Regions from separate parts of the Mus musculus genome. Here region 2 is linked to region 1. A link is a contact called in public Hi-C data. All regions are on one chromosome and are shown on one strand. Each heading gives the region's core, a stretch centred on a gene start, on an enhancer-like site or on the middle of the called end of the contact. The rest is flanking DNA. Distances are from core to core; before and after follow the strand shown.

Region 1 (5,382 bases), core at 1,207-3,706:
TGTGATAACCTATTGCTTGGTTATACCAAGTAAAGTTTTGATATTCCCCATCTCAATAAGTTGACTGTATTAGAGAACATAAGAAAATATGCACAGTAAATGTGAGAGTCCAAGAGTGGGGACCAATCTAGGTTGGAGTAGATTTGTGAAATCGGAGAGTGGAGTTTATATAATAAGGATGGTGAGGACTGAGTGTAGAACATGATTGACTGTTTTAGACAAATACCTGTCTTCTAAGTTTTCAAGAAAGCAGTCTTTACTCAAGTTCCCACCAGTGCAGCGACTGATGATACTGTAACTGGATGTGGGTATCCAGCATAGTTCATGCGCATCCACAAGCCTTGTGCTGTAGAACACCTATGTGTGAAGATGCTGGAGTCAGGGCAGTGAACGAGGCACATGCTTGCTGCATCTTGTCCTCAAGGAGATGACATTTGTTTAGAGAATGAAGGACAGTGAACCACTGGAATGAGTATAATTTCTTCCAAGTCTGTTTTTGTTTGTTTGTTTGTTTTTGTTTTTCAAGACAGGGTTTCTCCGTATAGCCCTGGCTGTCCTGGAACTCACTCTGTAGACCAAGCTGGCCTCAAACTCAGAAATCCGCCTTCTTCTGCCTCCCAAGTTCTGGGATGAAAGGCGTGCGCCCAGCCCCAAATCTGTTTTACTAAAGCCTTAAATCAAAGAAAAATTGTATACAATTAAAAGATAACCAGGGTTTCCTTTTAGAAACCTGAAGATTTTTATATTACGTTTATGTATTTCTATATGCTGTAACATTGAACATGTTGTTAACCTTTGTAATTATGAAAATAAACATATGAAGAATAAATATATGTAATTTGTACAACAAATGATATCACCATAATTTCTACAAAGAAAAAAGTGTCACCTCTGTTTTCTGGAGAAGTGGGAAGAGGTGAAGAAGTGAGAAGAGGAAACTCTGTTTACTGATATTTGATGTTTGGGTCACAGTTCTTTCCCACATAATTTTAAACTGAAAATTTCTTGATGTTTTCTGTTTCCTTTGATTTCATTCTTAGAATAGTTAGCAGACACGACTGAACTAACTATATGCTATTGGAACACCCCCCCCCCCAAAACAGGACTTTTCTGGTCCTGAGAATGGGCAAAGCCATTTTGCTACTACCATGGCTTCTTCAATGTAAGTGCTAATTTGTTCATCAGGCTGCCCATACATTCACTCACAGATTTGTGTTATGTGTTTTATGCTCTCTAAATGGAGATAAAGGTGAAGCAAACACAGGACATATTCATCAGTGCTATGCTAGATAAATATGTGGTGACATGGGTTTATTCCATACACTCCGTCGTCTAAATGTAATTCATTTAAACCTAGCAAAGTAGAAATAATGGGAATTTAAAATATGATATATAGCTGGTTAGAATTTAAAACTATGTACAATTGAAATCACTTTCAAATTTGCTGGAACACAGATCCTGTTGTCTATGTGGACTTGTGCTGTGAGAATATTTTTTAGAGTTACATGCTAGATAAGACAAAAGTAGAGAGTTGTAGAATATTTCACAAAGAAATAAAGCGAAATAGTTACTTCTGACTTCAGTGAAGGTCTTTGGAGTTGAGGTGGAAGTAAAAAATCATAAATTCGGGGCTCAGTGGTGAAGAGCATTGACTCCTCTTCCAGAGGTCCTTTGTTTAATTTCCAGCAACCACGTGGTGGCTCACAACCATCTGTAATGGGGCTAGATGTGTTCTGGTGTGTCTGAAGAGAGAGACAGAGTACTTATATATACATTATTAAATAAATAAATAAATCTTAAAAAAAACTAATGAATCCAATCCAAGCCACAATTCAACAAGCAAAAGCATTGCAATGCTGTTGTTTGACCAAATCACATTAGTCTTATGGGCCCCCATGCTTCTGGGGCTGGGTGGGTCTTAGTGTGCACAAAGACCCTTTGCTGGGAGACAAGTCACTGAAAATCTCAAGGGAGAAGCTTTCTTTCCAGACAGGCCTTCTTTTCCCTAAAGCTATGGAAGGGAGGGCATAACAGTTACAGATGACCTCAGTTGACATGTCCACACTGTCAATAGTCTTAGAAGAAAGACGATAAAGGGTGACAGCAAAATCATGATAAATGGTCTTTTGTTGGAAGATTGGCTTTCCAACTTTTTGGAGAGCTTACATATCCACTTGGCTGAGGCTGCCTTGTAGCCTATTGTTTCCATCACCTGGAATCTTCCTGGGATGAGGAGGAGGAGGAGGCTAATTGTGGTCAGCTGCAGAGCCCCATGAAGATACTCTTGGGAATCCCTTTATGATGGAGTCAGTGTCTATTATTAACTTCCTACATTAGGAGGGCCTCGGGATGGGCAGGGTTGGTACTCACACCCAGTGAACCGTTGCCTCTGACCACAGGCTCAGCCTTTAAGTCTCTGAGGCCACATTGGGACAAAGCATGTCTCTGAGGCTATTCAAGGTTGTGGGTACTGGAGAGTTCCATTCCTTTTTTGGTTCCTGTTGTCTAAGTGCATCTGTCTGGGTAGAGAGACTGGGCCAAGATTAAGACTTCCAAGCAAGAATGCTGAGGGTTATTCTATACACAGTGGTTACTGTGAATGCCACACCCTACCGAAGGTAGGAATATGATAACTGAATCAGTGGCCGGTGGAGCCACAGAGAATCCTGCTGTGGATTTGACCTGACCCATCAGTGTTATGCTAGCTAATCTATTTTGCTACCTTGCTTGGCTCGCTCCAGGTTGTGAAGGAAAAATAGGGACACTACTTTCTGGAGAGTAAACCCAGTCACCTCACTGTTTAGGATGACTAAAGCGTAGTATTATTTGCTTCTCAGGGGTTCCCATCTCACTTAGAATAAAAACCAGATTTCTTGCCATAGTCTTGATTGCTATAGTCTCTGATCTTGTGCCTATCATGTTGGCCTCTTAGCTGACCCCAGAGAATGCTAGTGGGGTTCTACATTTTGGATTTGCTATTCACTTCCTCTGGGATATTTTTCTGCCTTTCTCGTTCAAGGCTTTACTCAAGCATTTGCTCAAATGTTGTCTTCTCAGAGACCACTCTATCTAAAAGACTACTGTCCTTTCTCTCTGTACCTCTTACTCTCTACTTTCTTTTTGGTTATTATGGTTTAAATATTAAGTGTTCCCCAAATCCCTATATTTAAGGCTTGGTATCCAACTTAATAGTATGTAGAGAAAAGGTTTCATGTTTTAAAGGTAAGACCTAACAGAGAGAAGTTTGCTTACTGGGATACATCATTAAGGGATATGTGCAGGTTCTCGTCCATTCCTCCCATTCACTATGAGGTGAGCAGCTGTGTTCCATGCCTTCTTTCCAACCATGATGCTCTGTCTTACTAAAGGCACCAAATGTGTCCAAGTACATGTGAATTGAACCCCCTGGGACAATGAGCATGATTATTTTCTTCTTTTAAGTTGAGTTTTTCAGATGTTCTCTCAGATAACAATGGACAATTGCTGTGCAGCTAGAGGATGATCTCGGACTCTTGATTCTCCCCCTCCCGCATCCTGAGATTTCTTGTATTCCAGATGTGTGCCACTGTCTTAGCTCAGTGCTTTCTGCATGCTTGGCAAGTACTTTACTAACAGGGCTGCATTTTTCTTTTCTCAGCATTTTCTATTAACTGACAATACATTGTATGTCTCTAATCCTTTTCTGACTGATCTTCTAAGAACAGCAACTTCTAAGCAGTATGTTGCACCTCATGTTCACTAATATTAAGATGTTTGTTTATGGTAAAGGTCATTTTCTATTTTCACCATCTTGGCTTACTTAGTCCAATACTCTCTCTGTGATATGTGACTACGACACTCTGCCTCTGGCTGGGCTACAGTTTCTCAAGCTCATTCAGTTGTTTTCAGCTTCTATTTGACTTGACTTTTCTAATGTAATTTATGCTATGGAAAGGGCCATGGAGCCAGAAATGTCTGCCTTTCCTTCTTTTTTCATTCACTGCCTAGCACTTGTGTGATCCTGAATAATATATTTCACCTTTACTAGCAACAGTTACATCAGAAACCTAATAACTTACTCACAGGAGTTCTCCAGGCATATTAAGTAAGAAAACATATTTAAAACTCCTGAGCTGAATATATCATCAAAATTCAATAAGTGTCCACTCTGTTCTGTTTTTCCTTCCTTTATCCTCCTGTGATACTTCCTCCCATATTTAGTCACATCTTGCTTAACCTTTGTGTAGGCATGTGTGCGTATGTATTCATGTGTATGTGTATTCATATGTATGTGTGTATGTATTCATGTGTATGTGTGTATGCCGAGATCAGAGGACCACTTAGAGTGTCAGTATTTACCATTTATCTTGTTTTGAGACAGTATCCCTCATTTACTGCTGCGTACACCACTTTAGCTGGCCTGAAAACTCCCAGGGATCCCAGGAGTGCTGGGATTTCAGACTTTTGCTATTGCTTCTGGTTCTGGGGATCTGAACTCTGGTCCTCCTGCCTCTGAGGCAAGTGTTTTACTTCTGAGCTATCTTGCAGCCTTTCTTTCCCTCTTTATTTGTCCTGTCAACCCTTTGCACTGTTATTTGCCAAATCTGTCCGCAGCCTTTCTCTCTTTTTCTGTTTGGGTGTGCTCTCTGGGTTCATACTTGGTGAAAGCTACCAACTCCCAACCACCTGACAATCCAGTTTCATTCAAGCTCTTTCTCTGGAACCCTAACTCATTTCCAACCACCTACTGGCAACTCTATTCCCATGTCCCATTGACTTTCCAATTCTGTGTCTCAATTCAACTCAATACTTCCTATACAACCCTCATTTCATTGGTATTTTTCCAGCTCACTGGAAATCTGTAAGTTTTTATTGTTTTCTTTCTGATATCCCACATAATTTCTGAATTACTTTTGATTTACTGAATTACTGAATTACTTAATACACCTAGAGAACTCCCATAAGTTATTAGATTTCTGATTTAACTGTGGCCAATAGTTCACAGACAGAATTACTACTGATTTCCTGAATTACTGATTTATTTCAAACATTTTCACCTTGATTTCATTAATACAGTCTATAATTCTTTCTCACTTGATTATCATTGCTTTAAACTATTCTCACTTGGTGTACTTTCTTCTAAATAATCACTTGGAGTGAACTTTATAGAATGTAAATATGATCTCATTACTCCTATTTAAAAATAAAATTACTTAATATTTACCTGTCATCTTCAGGATCAGATTCCAAACTCTTTGCGTGATAGACATGGCTTTCTGTGAATTGGTTCTATTCCCAGCTACAAATGAGGTTCTCCTGATATGTCGTGCAATTGCAAGTCCCCCTGCCTTTAATCAAGTTGTTCCCATTGCTTGGATTGCTTCTCTCTTCCTCTCCTCCATT
Region 2 (6,178 bases), core at 2,162-4,661, 140 kb after region 1:
AGAGGTTTGGTTTAGTCAAGGAACCTAGAAAACAAGACCTATTTCTCTAGGAAGCAGGTGGGCTCCAAGTTCTTTTGTCCAAAAGGAGTAGTGACTTACTATTCTCTGTTCCTAAGACACAGGGCAAGTTTAACACACAAACAAATGTGTTTTGTTGTTGTTGTTTTCTTTCTTTTTTTTTTTTTTTCTTTTACTGCACAATATTGTTGAGAATAGCTTCTGGACCAAAATGAATTTTAGTCAAATTTGAACTACTGTGTGCCAAATTTAAGAATATGCTTCAAATTCTATAATCAACTATAAATCTAGTTTAGAAAACAATGGCTAGGACTGAGGATGTAGCTCTAGTGGTAGAGTGTGTTCTTGGCATTAATGAAGCCTTAGATTCCATCTCCACATGGTCCTGGCCCATAAACCTGGTCCTGGAAAGGTGGAGGCAGAATGCTTATAGTTCAGAGTCACACTTAGCTTAAAGCTAGCATGGGCTACAGTAACCCTGTCTCAAATACATAAATAGCCCAGTGGGTCTTCCTAGATATCTTCCATAGCTTTATAGTAGGTTTATCAGAATTTGTACAAAAGAATCTGGGCACCTGGACTTGAATTTCATGAATATGATGCATTTAGTTCTTAATATTTAGGGACTCTATTTCAGTGACACTTTACAAAGAAATCTCTAGTGAAATAAAGTGCGAGTTCTCACATGGAATTATTCCTTCCTTCCCTGCTGTCACTAAAAATATGTAGGAAGGGAGGCAGAATTAAGCTAACTCAGGAATAGAGAAGCTGCTATTCCTACTTGGACTAAAACCTCTGAATGAATTAATTGTATCTGTTTAGGCCATTGTTTTTAAATTATCGATTTTCTGATAAAAGGTGTTAACAGAAGGAAAACCAGTAAACTGACCAGCAAAGAGTAAGCATTCAAAAGTGACTTACATGTTTAACATTTTTTCTTGATTATAGCATACCAGGGTCTTGTTTGTTTGTTTGTTTGTTTTGTTTAAACTTTCAAAGTTGGTTTAAAACAGAAGGCAGATTATTCAGTTACTTGGAGATATATTTGGCCTTGTGCAAACAACAAAGACACATCGGCTTTTCTGTGCTCTCATGTTCTGATTACTAAGCATAACAAATACCCTAAAGTCACCAAGTTTCATTTAATGAGTTTTAACTTTTAAAGAAAGTCTATATTGTAATTAAACTACAATAAAATAAGTCTATCTTATAATCTTTAAAATAAGGGCTTTAAAATGATCATATTAAAAAAAAAACAACTAAATTTTTACGGTTGAACACAGTATTTTGTTATATCAGAGCTAAGGCTTCCAATAAAATCCAGAAACAATATTTGTAAGGCTGTCAACCAAGGCATATTGTGGTTCTGAAGAGTAAATGGCCCTGTTAAACTATCAAGGCACTCAGGGCTCAGCCCAAAGAAAAGTACTAAGATCTCCCCCCTCCCACCCCCCCCCCCCAATCCATGAGAACCATATCCTTATTTATACTGCAGGGCCAAATGGTATTAAAAAAAAAAAAAGCAAATCCTACCATTCTGCTGTTTTGCATTTGAAACACAGCCCAAGTGTTCTGAGCAAGTGAAGTGTACAAATTGTATAAGCTTTTATATAAGCAATAGCATAACGGAATTTCAGTGGGCTGGAGAAACTTTTAATTGGATCCCTTTAATATCCTCCAACTCTGAAGCAGCTTAATTTCAAAAGGTGACATCCTATAATCCTTTTCAATTAAATATGACTATGTTTATTATCAGAAAATAGTCTTTGCCCAAACATAGCCCTATTCATCTCTCCCAGCTTTGTCTTTAAAAAAATTAATCAACTTTTGACCCCTGTTTCACTAATGTATGCTTTCTTAGCGGAAAAAAAAAAAAATGAACCCGTTCCTATAACATACAGAAATTATAAGGCAAACATTGTTAAATCACAACCAGGCTTACTTTTTAGGCCACACCCCTAATGTATATCCAGGATATAGCATACTCTTTAACCTTTTTAAATATTTAATGGAAACTCCGTCCATTTTTCCTAAAGCATTTTCTCAAGATCTCCAGGTCAGCAAAGATTACAGTTCTTCTGATTCAAAAGTACTTTAAGGAGCCAAGTGAAAGTTAGGGAGAAAATTAGGAATGCCGCTTGCTTTGGGCAGTTGCTCTGCTGCCTGTAACTAGGACTCTAGAAAATACACCCTCAATAAGGTCCAATTCCCCAACATCCTACTTATGGGGTTCTGGCTTCTATCTTTAGGCTAACTGGAGGGCCAGAAGCGAAATACGAGACTCTACGTGAAACCAAACCGCGCGGCGGTCAGCACCGACCGGCAGCCACACAGCTCAAGACGTCCCTCTAACTCCTCCGGAGTGGCGATTTCAAACCCGGCCTGGAGAGGGAGGGATCAGGAATGTAATGTGACAGGCTCAAGTGACAGTGTCCTCTCTCCTGCCCAGCCCTCCCGGGGCAGCGCGGCTCTGGGCCCCGGCCAGGTACCTGCACGCCTAACTCCCGGGGTATGGACAGCCTACCCGCCCGGGGAGCCGCAGACACTTGCGACCCAGCCGCGAGACCAAGTGGTCTCCCTCGAAATGGGGAGGAGGGCGAGAGGGAGGGTAGACTCCCCAGATGTTTTGGCGGGTTTCCGGACACGTGCGTCTCGCGTCCTCCCCACGTCCCCGAAGCCAGGGAAGAGCCCACCGCGTCAGCCCTCGGAGACTCCCGAGATGCCGCTCACCTCCATCCCCGTAGGTCTCCACGCCGTACCCGTCCTGCAGCCCGTTACTCCAGGTCCCCTCGTAGCGGGCGGGGGTGCACAAGCTCTGCCGGACCCCGTAGCGCCCCTTGAAACCATGTGACCACTCCCCCCGGTACATCCACTTGCCCTTCGTCTCCACCCCCAGCCCGTGCCGCTTGCCCTGCGCCCAGTAGCCCTGGTAGGTGTTGCCGCTGGGCCAGGTGTAGACTCCAACCACCTCGAAGCCGTGCGACCAGGAGCCAGAGTACTCGCCCTGGCCCTTGGGCCCCGTGCAGATGCCATGCCCGTGCGCCTTGCCCTCCTCCCAGCCGCCGCAGTAGGTGCCGCCATCGTCGAAGTCGAACCTTCCGCCCGTCATTCGGGGGGCAGCCCCGGCGCGCTCCTCGTGGGGGCACAAACGTGGGCAGAGCTGGGCACCGCAGGGTGTAGCTCCGGGGTAGGGGCCCGTCGGGCGAGCTCACGACTGCGCCCCGGGCAGCTCGCACCGCCGATCGGCTCCAGTCCGACGCCGCCCCCGTCTTCCCCTCCTCTTTCGCCGTCGCCACCGCCGCCTCTCTCCCTCCTCCTTCGCCGCCGCCCCGGCCAGCGCCGCGCGCGAGAGGACAGCCCAGTCTCCAGAGCGGACTTTCAGCTGCTCCCACCCGCCCACGTGAGCCGGGCACCGCCCCGCGCCCGCCCCTAGTCCCCTCCCTGGGCGCGGAGGCCCGGCCCCATGACACGCCCGCCCGCACGCCCGCCCGCCGGGCCCTGCCCCCAGCCCGCGGAGCCGAGCTTCTCCTCCGGCTGCTTGGCGCGCGAGCTCTGGGCACGTGTGTGTCTGCGGAGTGGGCTGTGACTGGGAGGGCCAGTGTACTCTGAGACGTGAGACGGTCAAGCCTGCGGATAAAGGTGCGGCTGCCTGTGCTGGGGACCTGCTCTTTGCTGCTGGAACCTCCAGCTTTTCAATTGTGTTTAGTCTTCTACAAGTGAGGCCACCTGTGTGATAGAGTGACAACTCTTGTGTAGGTGGGTGGTGGTGGTGGTGGTGGTGGTGGTGGTGGTGGTGGTGGTGGTGGTGGTGGTGGTGGTGGTGTGTGTCTGCATAGGGTTTGTAGTTGCATTTTTTCCCCCAGCATTCCAACTTGAGCTCTGTTGGATTTGTCATGCGCAGCTGTCATCATGAATTAATATGCTCCAAATATATGTCTGCATGTGATAAATCTGTGGCAGCCTAGATATAATTGTGCAGAATGTTCTTTTACACCTACCCATTTCAGGGCACATGTGTTTGCATTTCTTTTCATGAAGATTCCAAGAGAGGCAATGCAGTTTGAAAGAGCATGGGCATGAGTTGTTTGGGTTTTATTTGTAGAAGTGATGGGCTTTGTAGCTGGCATTGCAGGAACACAGGGCATTGTCTTTTACATTCCAGCCTGTTCCCTCATCTGTTCTCAGCTTTAGAAATGCTACATCCTGGAGCTGTGCACCCAAACAGGCTTAGTCTGTATGTATTGCTTGAGTGCCTGGAATGCACACCTGGGACCTCTCCACTGTCGCCCACTGTTTAGAAAAGAAAACACAGTTTTCAAGGAGAAATATGGTAAGTAAAGCACTCTGCTAATGTAACAAAGAAGCCATGAACTTCTAAACACAGGACAGGTGTCAGCTGATGCACTCTCCTGCAGCAGCACTCACTGCCTTGTTGAACTCACTTCAGATACCTCCTCTAAACTTTATCTCCATTTTCTCAATGGAAATACCCTCCCCTTTCTGTGTTGGGGAAAGACTTGGTGTATTTCGATGGTAGTACCCGTAAAGTCAAGAATTGCTAACAGGATAGTTGAATCACATACTACAGCCTCTTTTAGGAGTGGCATTGATCTCTCCTTGCCTTCACAGTGCCAGTGGAGGAAGTCTTTTCCCCAGGTCACAAGCCAGGGTCTCAGAAGGACTCTCAGATTGTGCATTCCTGCTGTTCCCCAGGCTGAGAGGACAAAACAGGTGAGCACTTGGGCCTCTCACTAGGTGGCTGATAATCAGATAAAAACCCTAAAGGACAACTGTCAAAAGGAGAGCAAGAGAAAAGGATTCTTTCCTGAGCATAATTCCTTCTCTCAGAACTGGAGCTGTCCTTTCCTGCTTATCTGTGTAAATGACAGAAAGGAAAAACGAAGACAAAACAAAACCAACAGAAAACCCCCAAAACCCCAACTCTGTTTACACTGAGCCAAATCACCAAAAAGAATTAGAACCCCTCGCCCATGGCACTGCTTGTGAAGTGCCAGGAATAGTGCTTACCCTAGTGGCCTGAAGTAATCAGGCATCTTGCTCAGCATCCCTTTCTGCACTGGGGATTGATTTAGGCCACTGGGAAAATGAGGACCCAGGGCTTTGCAGCTGAGCCACAACTCTTTTTCTCAGTCACAGGAAACACTGGCATTGGGGGCTCACACAGCATCAAGTCCCACTTGTTCTGAGGGTTTGGTCCGATAGGAAAAGAAGAGCTGCTCAAACTGATATTTCTTTTCTTTGTCTTTCAAGTGGTGTTCTTCCCAGAGGCAGCACTTGTGCTTTGTCTTTTTGTTGGGTTTTGTTTTGGGACCTACTTCTAGTGTTAGGATCCCAGTGTTCTTTAAGAGTTTTTTTTTTTTTTTTTTTTCCCTTGAAGTATTTGTCTTCCTCCCCAATTCTCTAAAACTGAGGGCTTTCAAGGAGTACACTAGACATCACAATTTTCTGGCTTCTGCAAAAGCTACCTAGTCATTCATGGTACAGGGAAAGTAATGGTAAAGTCTGCATTTACCATCTGGGCGGGGTATGGAGGTTTGTGTAGGATAACACACAGCTCTTCTGCCTAACCTTCCTTAGAAAGAACCTTAAGTAAAATTGAGAACCGTGCAGTAAATACGAGCTGTTTAATTTCAACAAAACTTAATTCTAGCCTAACTGCGACTGACTCCTACGGGAGAAAGTTAGTAATGAACTTTTACTGGCTCCTGAACAGTTTTTCAACCAATGAAGAGCATGAGCCCATATTTCTATTTACCTCATGCTACCACAAAGAGATGCCTCCTCATCCCATAGCCGTGTATATAAACGTAAAGATTGAGGTTTGGTGGCCATGCTAGGAGAGCAGAGGGCAGAGCAAGAGGTGCAGAGCAAGTAGATCCTGGCAGTGGAATACTGTTGTAATTTCAGAGTCAGGGTTAGTAATGTCCTTATGTTCCCTCTCTCTCTGAACCTTTGCCCTGGATAAGGGGGAGTTGAATTTAGCTTTAAGACTGGATTAGTAAGAAGAGAATGTGAATGTTGGTGTGACAGGTGGAATGGGGGAGGTCAGTAAAGCCCAGGGGCCAACAATTAGCAGCTTCTTTTCCTTTGTACACAAAACCCAGCCATTACTAGTTTCTCTTCTAAAACATTTTTTATA

The links. A called contact is a pair of places that touch in the nucleus more often than the background predicts.
Region 2: a contact with region 1 is called in a Hi-C map of myocytes, with 2.3 times the contacts expected there. The contact joins the promoter of Jph1 here to the enhancer-like site in region 1. A contact is called at or near these places in 1 of 39 promoter capture datasets (hippocampal neurons), 1 of 484 Hi-C or Micro-C datasets (myocytes) and 1 of 9 other capture datasets (liver).

The regions. Positions count from the first base shown.
Region 1 is chr1:16,959,070-16,964,451 of GRCm38.p6, forward strand. It overlaps a transcript of Jph1 not described here. Among named protein-coding and RNA genes, the nearest start is that of Gm46085, 140 kb to the right of the region's middle. Within about 2 kb of position 2,457, at least 3 of the 459 cell types and tissues checked have an H3K27ac peak or open chromatin away from gene starts, as enhancers often do. A contact at or near this core is called in myocytes, where this site is marked.
Region 2 is chr1:17,094,478-17,100,655 of GRCm38.p6, forward strand. Jph1 (junctophilin 1) reads right to left here and starts at 3,412. Exons shown (of 5, transcript NM_020604.2): 1 at 2,749-3,412. The coding sequence starts at 3,127. Gm46085 (a long non-coding RNA gene) reads left to right here and starts at 3,356. Exons shown (of 3, transcript XR_001778833.2): 1 at 3,356-3,774; 2 at 4,204-4,348; 3 at 4,648-6,178. It overlaps Gm31982 (a long non-coding RNA gene), which reads right to left. Exons shown (of 4, transcript XR_865203.2): 4 at 4,096-4,308.